Regions from separate parts of the Pan troglodytes genome. Here region 1 is linked to region 2. Evidence: chromatin contacts called from public Hi-C data. All regions are on one chromosome and are shown on one strand. Each heading gives the region's core, a stretch centred on a gene start, on an enhancer-like site or on the middle of the called end of the contact. The rest is flanking DNA. Distances are from core to core; before and after follow the strand shown. Region 1 has its middle 7.0 kb from the start of TRNAK-CUU. Region 2 overlaps BSND (barttin CLCNK type accessory subunit beta).

Evidence for each region. Hi-C and Micro-C count contacts between places; a contact is called where the count stands out from the background.
Region 1: a contact with region 2 is called in a Hi-C map of induced pluripotent stem cells, with 2.0 times the contacts expected there. The contact joins two enhancer-like sites. A contact is called at or near these places in 5 of 7 Hi-C or Micro-C datasets (blood, induced pluripotent stem cells, a lymphoblastoid cell line and 1 more).

The regions. Positions count from the first base shown.
Region 1 is chr1:176,024,075-176,027,322 of NHGRI_mPanTro3-v2.0_pri, reverse strand. No RefSeq gene overlaps it. Among named protein-coding and RNA genes, the nearest start is that of TRNAK-CUU, 7.0 kb to the right of the region's middle. Within about 2 kb of position 1,527, at least 12 of the 24 cell types and tissues checked have an H3K27ac peak or open chromatin away from gene starts, as enhancers often do. A contact at or near this core is called in induced pluripotent stem cells, where this site is marked.
Region 2 is chr1:175,963,654-175,966,822 of NHGRI_mPanTro3-v2.0_pri, reverse strand. BSND (barttin CLCNK type accessory subunit beta) reads left to right here. Exons shown (of 4, transcript XM_016919195.4): 4 at 1-3,169. Among named protein-coding and RNA genes, the nearest start is that of BSND, 15 kb to the left of the region's middle. Within about 2 kb of position 1,567, at least 1 of the 24 cell types and tissues checked has an H3K27ac peak or open chromatin away from gene starts, as enhancers often do. A contact at or near this core is called in induced pluripotent stem cells, where this site is marked.

The sequences.
Region 1 (3,248 bases), core at 278-2,777, 61 kb before region 2:
ATAATTCAAGGTGAGATATGGGTGGGATCACAGCCAAACCATATCAGATACTGAGGTGACAGGGCAGGGCCTGCTCTTTTGGAGCTCACCCTCTGCTCCCCTGCACATGCTGGCCCAGGAGCAGATCCTGCTTTAGGAGGTCTGAGGTGGGGTCGAGACTGTGGTCTCCAGACACACCTTGAGGAGCAAAGTTCTAGTGGCTATGAATTAAAGATCTTCTGGGTGCCAAACACGGGGCACTTAAAAAAAATAGCTTCCTTATGACTGGGTGTGGTGGCTTACACCTGAAATCCTAGCACTTTGGGAGGTTGAGGTGGGAGGATTTTTGAGGCCATGAGTTCAAGACCAGCCTGGGCAATATAGTAAGACTATGATTTAAAAATTAAAAAAAACTTCTTTACATTTTTTCTTTTTTGAGATGCAGTCTCGCACTGTCACCTGGGCTGGAGTGCAATGGCATGATCTCGGCTCACTGCAACCTCTGCCTTCCAGGTTCAAGCAATTCTCCTGCCTCAGCCTCCAGAGTAGCTGGGGTTACAGGTGCCCGCCACCACGCCCAGCTAATTTTTTGTATTTTTAGTAAAGACGGGGTTTCCCTATGTTGTCCAGGCTGGTCTCGAACTCCTGACCTCGCGATCTGCCTGCTTGGGCCTCCCAAAGTGCTGGAGTTACAGGCATGAGCCACCACGCCCGGTCATATATATTAGTTCTTATATTCCCTTTATATATCCATCTTGTACATTTTCCCTATTTTCCTCCCTTTTAGTCATGTCCTGGAGTTGGAAACTTGCCCTGGAGTGTTTCAACAAGGAAATTTCCATTGCTCGTATTTCCCTTCCAAAAGGTTGACTCTGATCACGGTGTGGAGAGCTGGTGCAGGCCTGTGAGTGGGGGGGGGCTTTGAAGCTGTCCAGGGCAGACATATTAGTGGCTTGAACTAGGACAATGAGCAAGAGGGAGAGAAAGGGAGGGATGCACAAGTTATTTAGGCGTGGTAATGGTGGGGCCGGGTGTAGGACGAGGAGGATCCCCGGGGGTGGAAGTGAATGTCATAGCTAGGCGCGTGGAACTGGGAGGAGGGAGCTGGAGCAGGGAGGGGGATGCGGCCCTCGCAGGAGCACAGGACATGGCTGCCCCTGGGATCAGCCTTGGCAGATGGCCAGACGGCCAGTGCTCAGCACAGAGCCTGGCATAGTGGCTGCGGAATGAGTGAAAGCTGAAGTTCTGGACCCTGAAAGAAGGAGGGAGAAGGAAGGGCATGGCAGGAACCACCAAGTAGGCAGCTTGACCACATCGTGCCTGAGAGTGCCTGACAGTGCCAGGTGCCTCGGCCCCGGGCCATGAACGATCGTTTGTGAGCCTTCTGAGCTGCAGGCGGGCGACTGAGAACAGCCTGGCGGGCTGAGCCCCTGGCCCTGAGGACGCAGCCGTGGATTTTTTCCCCTGTGGCTCACGGGGCCTGGGAAGCACAATGTCCTCCATTGCCGCAACTCCTCAATTAGACATGTGATGGCGGAACTCATCACTAGGTGGCGCTCATAGGCTTTTTGTATTTTTTCCCATCCTTCTGTGACAAAGCTGGGATTCTTGCTGTGTTGCTGAACAAACAGAACCCTGACTTAGCCTTCACAAGTTACGAAACTGACCCAAGGGCTGTGCTGTTTTCAATTCTACCATGCTGCAACTATCCCTCCCGCAGCCTGGGAAACAGGGTAGGATTCCAAGAATAAATAAAGGCCCTCCTTCAACAACCCCATGGCATCCGCCAGCCGCCTGATAGTGCCGGACTCTGACCAAGCGGTGAGACCTCGGGCAAGTCATTTTGCAACCGTCCAGTGGATTCACCTTGCCCGCTGCATAGACACAGCCGATTTATTAAGACAGGGGAATTGCAGCGGAGAAAGAGTAATTCATGCAGAGCCGGCTGTGCGGGAGACCGGAGTTTTATTATTACTCAAATCAGTCTCCCTGAGCATTTCGGCATCAGAGTTTTTAAAGATAATTTGGCAGGTAGGGGCTTCGGAAGTGGGGAGTGCTGGTTGGTGAAATTGGAGATGGAATCCTAGGGGGTCGAAGTGAGTTTTTCTTACTGTTTTCTGTTCCTGGGTGGGATGGCAGAACTGGTTGAGCCAGATTACCAGTCTGGGTGGTGTCAGCTGATCCATCGAGTGCAGGGTCTGCAAAATATTTCAAGCACTAGTCTTAGCTTTTACAATAGTGATGTTATCCCCAGGAGCAATTTGGGGAGGTTCAGACTGTTGGAGTCAGAGACTGCATGACTCCCTAAACGGTAATTTCTAATCTTATAGCTAATTTGTTAGTCCTGCACGGGCAGACTGGTCCCCAGGTGAGAAGGAGGTCTTTTCGGGAAAGGGCTATTATCAATTTTGTTTCAGAGTCAAGCCATGAGCTGAATTCCTTCCCAAAGTTAGTTCGGCCTACGCCCAGGAATGAACAAGGACAGCTTAAAGGTTAGAAGCAAGATGGAGTCGGTTAGGTCTGATTTCTTTCACTGTCATAATTTCCTCAGTTAAAATTTTGCAAAGGTGGTTTCAATTTAACCTCTCAGAACCAAGTTTTCTTCAAGTGGGAAATGGGGATAATAATCATTCCTCTCTTGTCCTGAGTTAAGACACATGTGAGAAAAAAAATCATAGAGTTCGTGGGAGAAGTAAGAGCAAACAGAAGCAGTACTGTCAGAAGCATTTGAACCAGAGCAACTCCATCTTGAATAGGAGCTGGGTAAAATTAGGCTAAAACCTACTGGCCTGCATTCCCAGATGGTTAGGCATTCTAAGTCACAGGATGAGATAAGAGGTCGGCACAAGATACAGGTAATAAAGACCTTGCTGATACAACAGGTTGCAGTAAAGAAGCCGGCCAAAACCCACTAAAACCAAGATGGCCATGAGAGTGACCTCTGGTCGTCCTCACCGCTACACTCCCACCAGCGCCGTGACAGTTTACAAATGCCACGGTAACGTCAGGAAGTTACCCTATATGGTCTAAAAAGGGAAGGCATGAATAATCCACCCTTTGTTTAGCATTTCATCAAGAAATAACTATAAAAATGGGTAACCAGCAGCCCTTGGTGGGCTGCTCTGTCAGTGGAGTAGCCATTCTTTATTCCTTTACTTTCTTAATAAATTTGCTTTCACTTTACTGTATGGACTCGTCCAAATTCATTCTTGCATGAGATCCAAGAACCCTTTCTTGGGGCCTGGATTGGGACCCCTTTCCTGCAACAT
Region 2 (3,169 bases), core at 318-2,817:
TTGACTTTACTCACCTTGAGATCGCCTGTGCCCAGATGGGCCTTTGGCCTGGCCCAGAATCGGTGGTCATCAAGGGTGTACAGAACTCACCAGGACCCAGGAACCTGTTGCAGATAAAATCACTCTCCCCCACGTTCCCAACTTTTAGACTCACAGCCCTCTTATTTCCCAGCATTCAAACTTCTAAATGGCCTGTATGTATTCACAAAGCAGGCAAAAAGCCCCCGGAGGAACACCACCCCCACCCCTGCCTCTGGAATACATTTGCTTTGACTTGGAATTGTAGGTGAAATTCATCTTCCTGGCCTACTTCGGTTTGAATCAGTTGGCTAGCCAGGTGCGGTGGCTCATGCCTGTAATCTGAGCATTTTGGGAGGCTAAGGTGGGTGGATCACTTGAGGCCAGGAGTTGGAGAGCAGCCTGGGCAACATAGCGAAACCCTATCTCTACTAAAACTACAAAAATTAGCTGGGCATGGTGGTGCACGCCTGTAGTCTCAGCTACTTGGGAGGCTGAGCTGGAGGATTGCTTAAGCACAGGAGATGGAAGTTGCAGTGAGCCGAGATCGCACCGCTGCACTCCGGCCTGGGTGACAGAGTGAGACCCTGCCTCAAAACAAAACAATTGGAATTGGATGGCATTTAGTGAGCATCTACTATATGCCAGATATTGAGCTGTGATCTCTAGGGGTAAAGAGACATGAACTACTGACACCGTCCTTGCCTTCAGAGGGCTCACAATCTAGTGAGCTTGATTTCTGTGAGTGCAGAGCAGAAGCTGAGGTGGGAACAGAGAAGTAAAAAATGGACACACCAGAGGCAGAAGAGTGACAGCCTCCCAGCTGTTTGGGGCAGTTGAGTATGGCGGGGAAATAGCTCAAGCGGTCTTTGCAGCCCCTGAAGACATCACTGTACCCTATTGAACCATCTCAGGGTGAAGCTATTGTTACGCTGATCCCTGCAACGCTTGCCTGTGCCCCAGCCCAGGATCCTGGCAGCTGCAGAGAAAATGGCAGTAACACTACCTCAAACCAGGACCACGCCCTCAGAGCCTGTACCCTGGGCCACCTGGGAGTCGGAGACCTTCACCTGGGCTATGGGGTTCTGGGTTGAGGCTGGGGTTCCCGGCCTAGGGGAGGGCTTCGGGTTGAGGCCGAGGGTCCTGGCCTAGGGAAGGAGATGCCCCTGTGTGCTGGGTTACAAGGTCATGGCCCTGGGAACACACTTCCTTTTCTTTCTGGGTCATTTCTGCCTCTGCAGTGAAGGATGCCACAGGGTACACCCTCTCTGCTGTCATGACTCAGGACAGGAGTTCCTGGTCACAGCTGAGTCTTCGGATGAGGTGAGGGGTAGCATGCTCCTGTGCTCTGTTGCCTAAGGCAGGGCAGCCTACAACCCACGTTGAAACAGCGTCAGCACTAAGGGCTAAAATAAAACTACTTTCAACATTTAAAGGGGTCATCTTCATTCACCTGCAAATTCTTTTCTTTAAAACCACCCCTTCCCTCGGGGCAGGATACGTGAGGCCTTACGCCTGACAGGCACCACAGGCCCTCTTCCGGAAGTAAGCCCTCACTGCAGTGGCATGACCATGGGGTGTGCTGTGTGGTGCTGAATCTCAGGAGTGATTCCCCACACCCCTGAACCACCACCGCAGTGGCTTTAGACTTAAACAAGAGCCTCTGGTTGCTGGGCCTGCCAGCAGGAAGATGGTAACCCTGTTCTAGAGTTAGCATCTGCAGGGGGCTTGGGGTAGTGGAGTGAGATGGTGAGACCCAGGCTTGGTCTCCCTGGCTCTTGCTGCATGATGGGGAGACCACACACCTGATCTGCCCAGGAAGGTCCCGGTTGACACCGACTGCCTCTGCTAAGTTATTAGGAGGCCCCTTTCACTCTCAAAGATACCTCATTTGGATGATACAATGTTACTTTACCTACTCTGTGACCTTTGACAAGTCTGGTTGCCTCTGTAGCCCTCAGCTTTCTCATGTGCAAATGACAGATGAAGTGCGCGTATCTTGGAATCTTGGAAGTGATGGGGGTGTTTGATGGGACCTATCTTGTCAATGCCCTGCAGCCAAAGACCACAGGGAGCACACCTCACCTGTGGTTAACAAGCTGGGTTTCTCCTTGCAGTAAGGGGGAATGAACACCACAGCGAACCAGGGGGAGTCTCTGAAAGAGGTATTAGAAAGGACTTGTTACTGGATTTGGGCCAGTGCTCGGTGGCTTGGCGAGGGTTTAAGAAGCAGGCCTTTGCTCTGAACCGGCTGCTGTCAGGAGGCAGGGCTCATTCTATGACTGGGTGTCTTCTTCAACCTTATCTAGGATAAAATAAAATCATAAAACACTGTGCTTCATGCCCCTGGCCTTGCCAACTTGCAGTCCCCTCTAAGAGCACCAGAGCCTCTGGGGCACCCCCTCTCCACTGGGAGAGGGGCAAGGTGCTGGTGAAGGTCCTGGGGAGAAGGCTGGGAGGCTCTGAAAGGGTCAGGAGGGGCCTTCTGGGGTGGCAAAGCCTGGGATTCTAGCGTTCAGCTCCAGGCTCCAGGTGTGTGTGCCAGGGTGAAAATTCCTGCTCTTGGTCACTCTCCTGTCAGGTTGGAGGGACTCTGGAAGTTTCCACCCTCTGGGGAGGGAAAGGCCCTGGAGGGATGGCCCCTGCCCTTAACTGGAAAGGGTGGGCAAGGGAAGGCAGGGGGCCCAGGGGCAGGGAACCTGGGCTCTGCCGACCGCTTGCCATGACCTTGGGTACATCACAGCCCTCCCTGGGCTCCTCTATTCTCTGTAAAATTGGGTGAGGGTGGGCAAGATTCCACTTCTGCTCCCAGTCCCTGAGCACTGTGTGCCTGTCACCATGCAAGACACCGTCACCCCTATTACCCTATCTAGTCCGTGAAACAGCCCTGGGGGACTGATCTGTCGACCCCACATTGCAAATGTTTGTTATAAATCCCAGACTCCAGAATCAGAAAGACCTGGTTTTACCTTCAGCCTCAGCCAGTTCCTTGCTGTGTGGCCTTGGACAAGTCACAGCCCCTCTCTGAGCCTCAATGTCCACATTTATGCAGTGGGGAGGATAATACCTCCCTCTTGGGCTTTTGCGGAGAAGAACTGGGTGTAATGCCTCAGGCACATTTAGGTGCTTAGACAGTGGTGGTCTTCTTCCC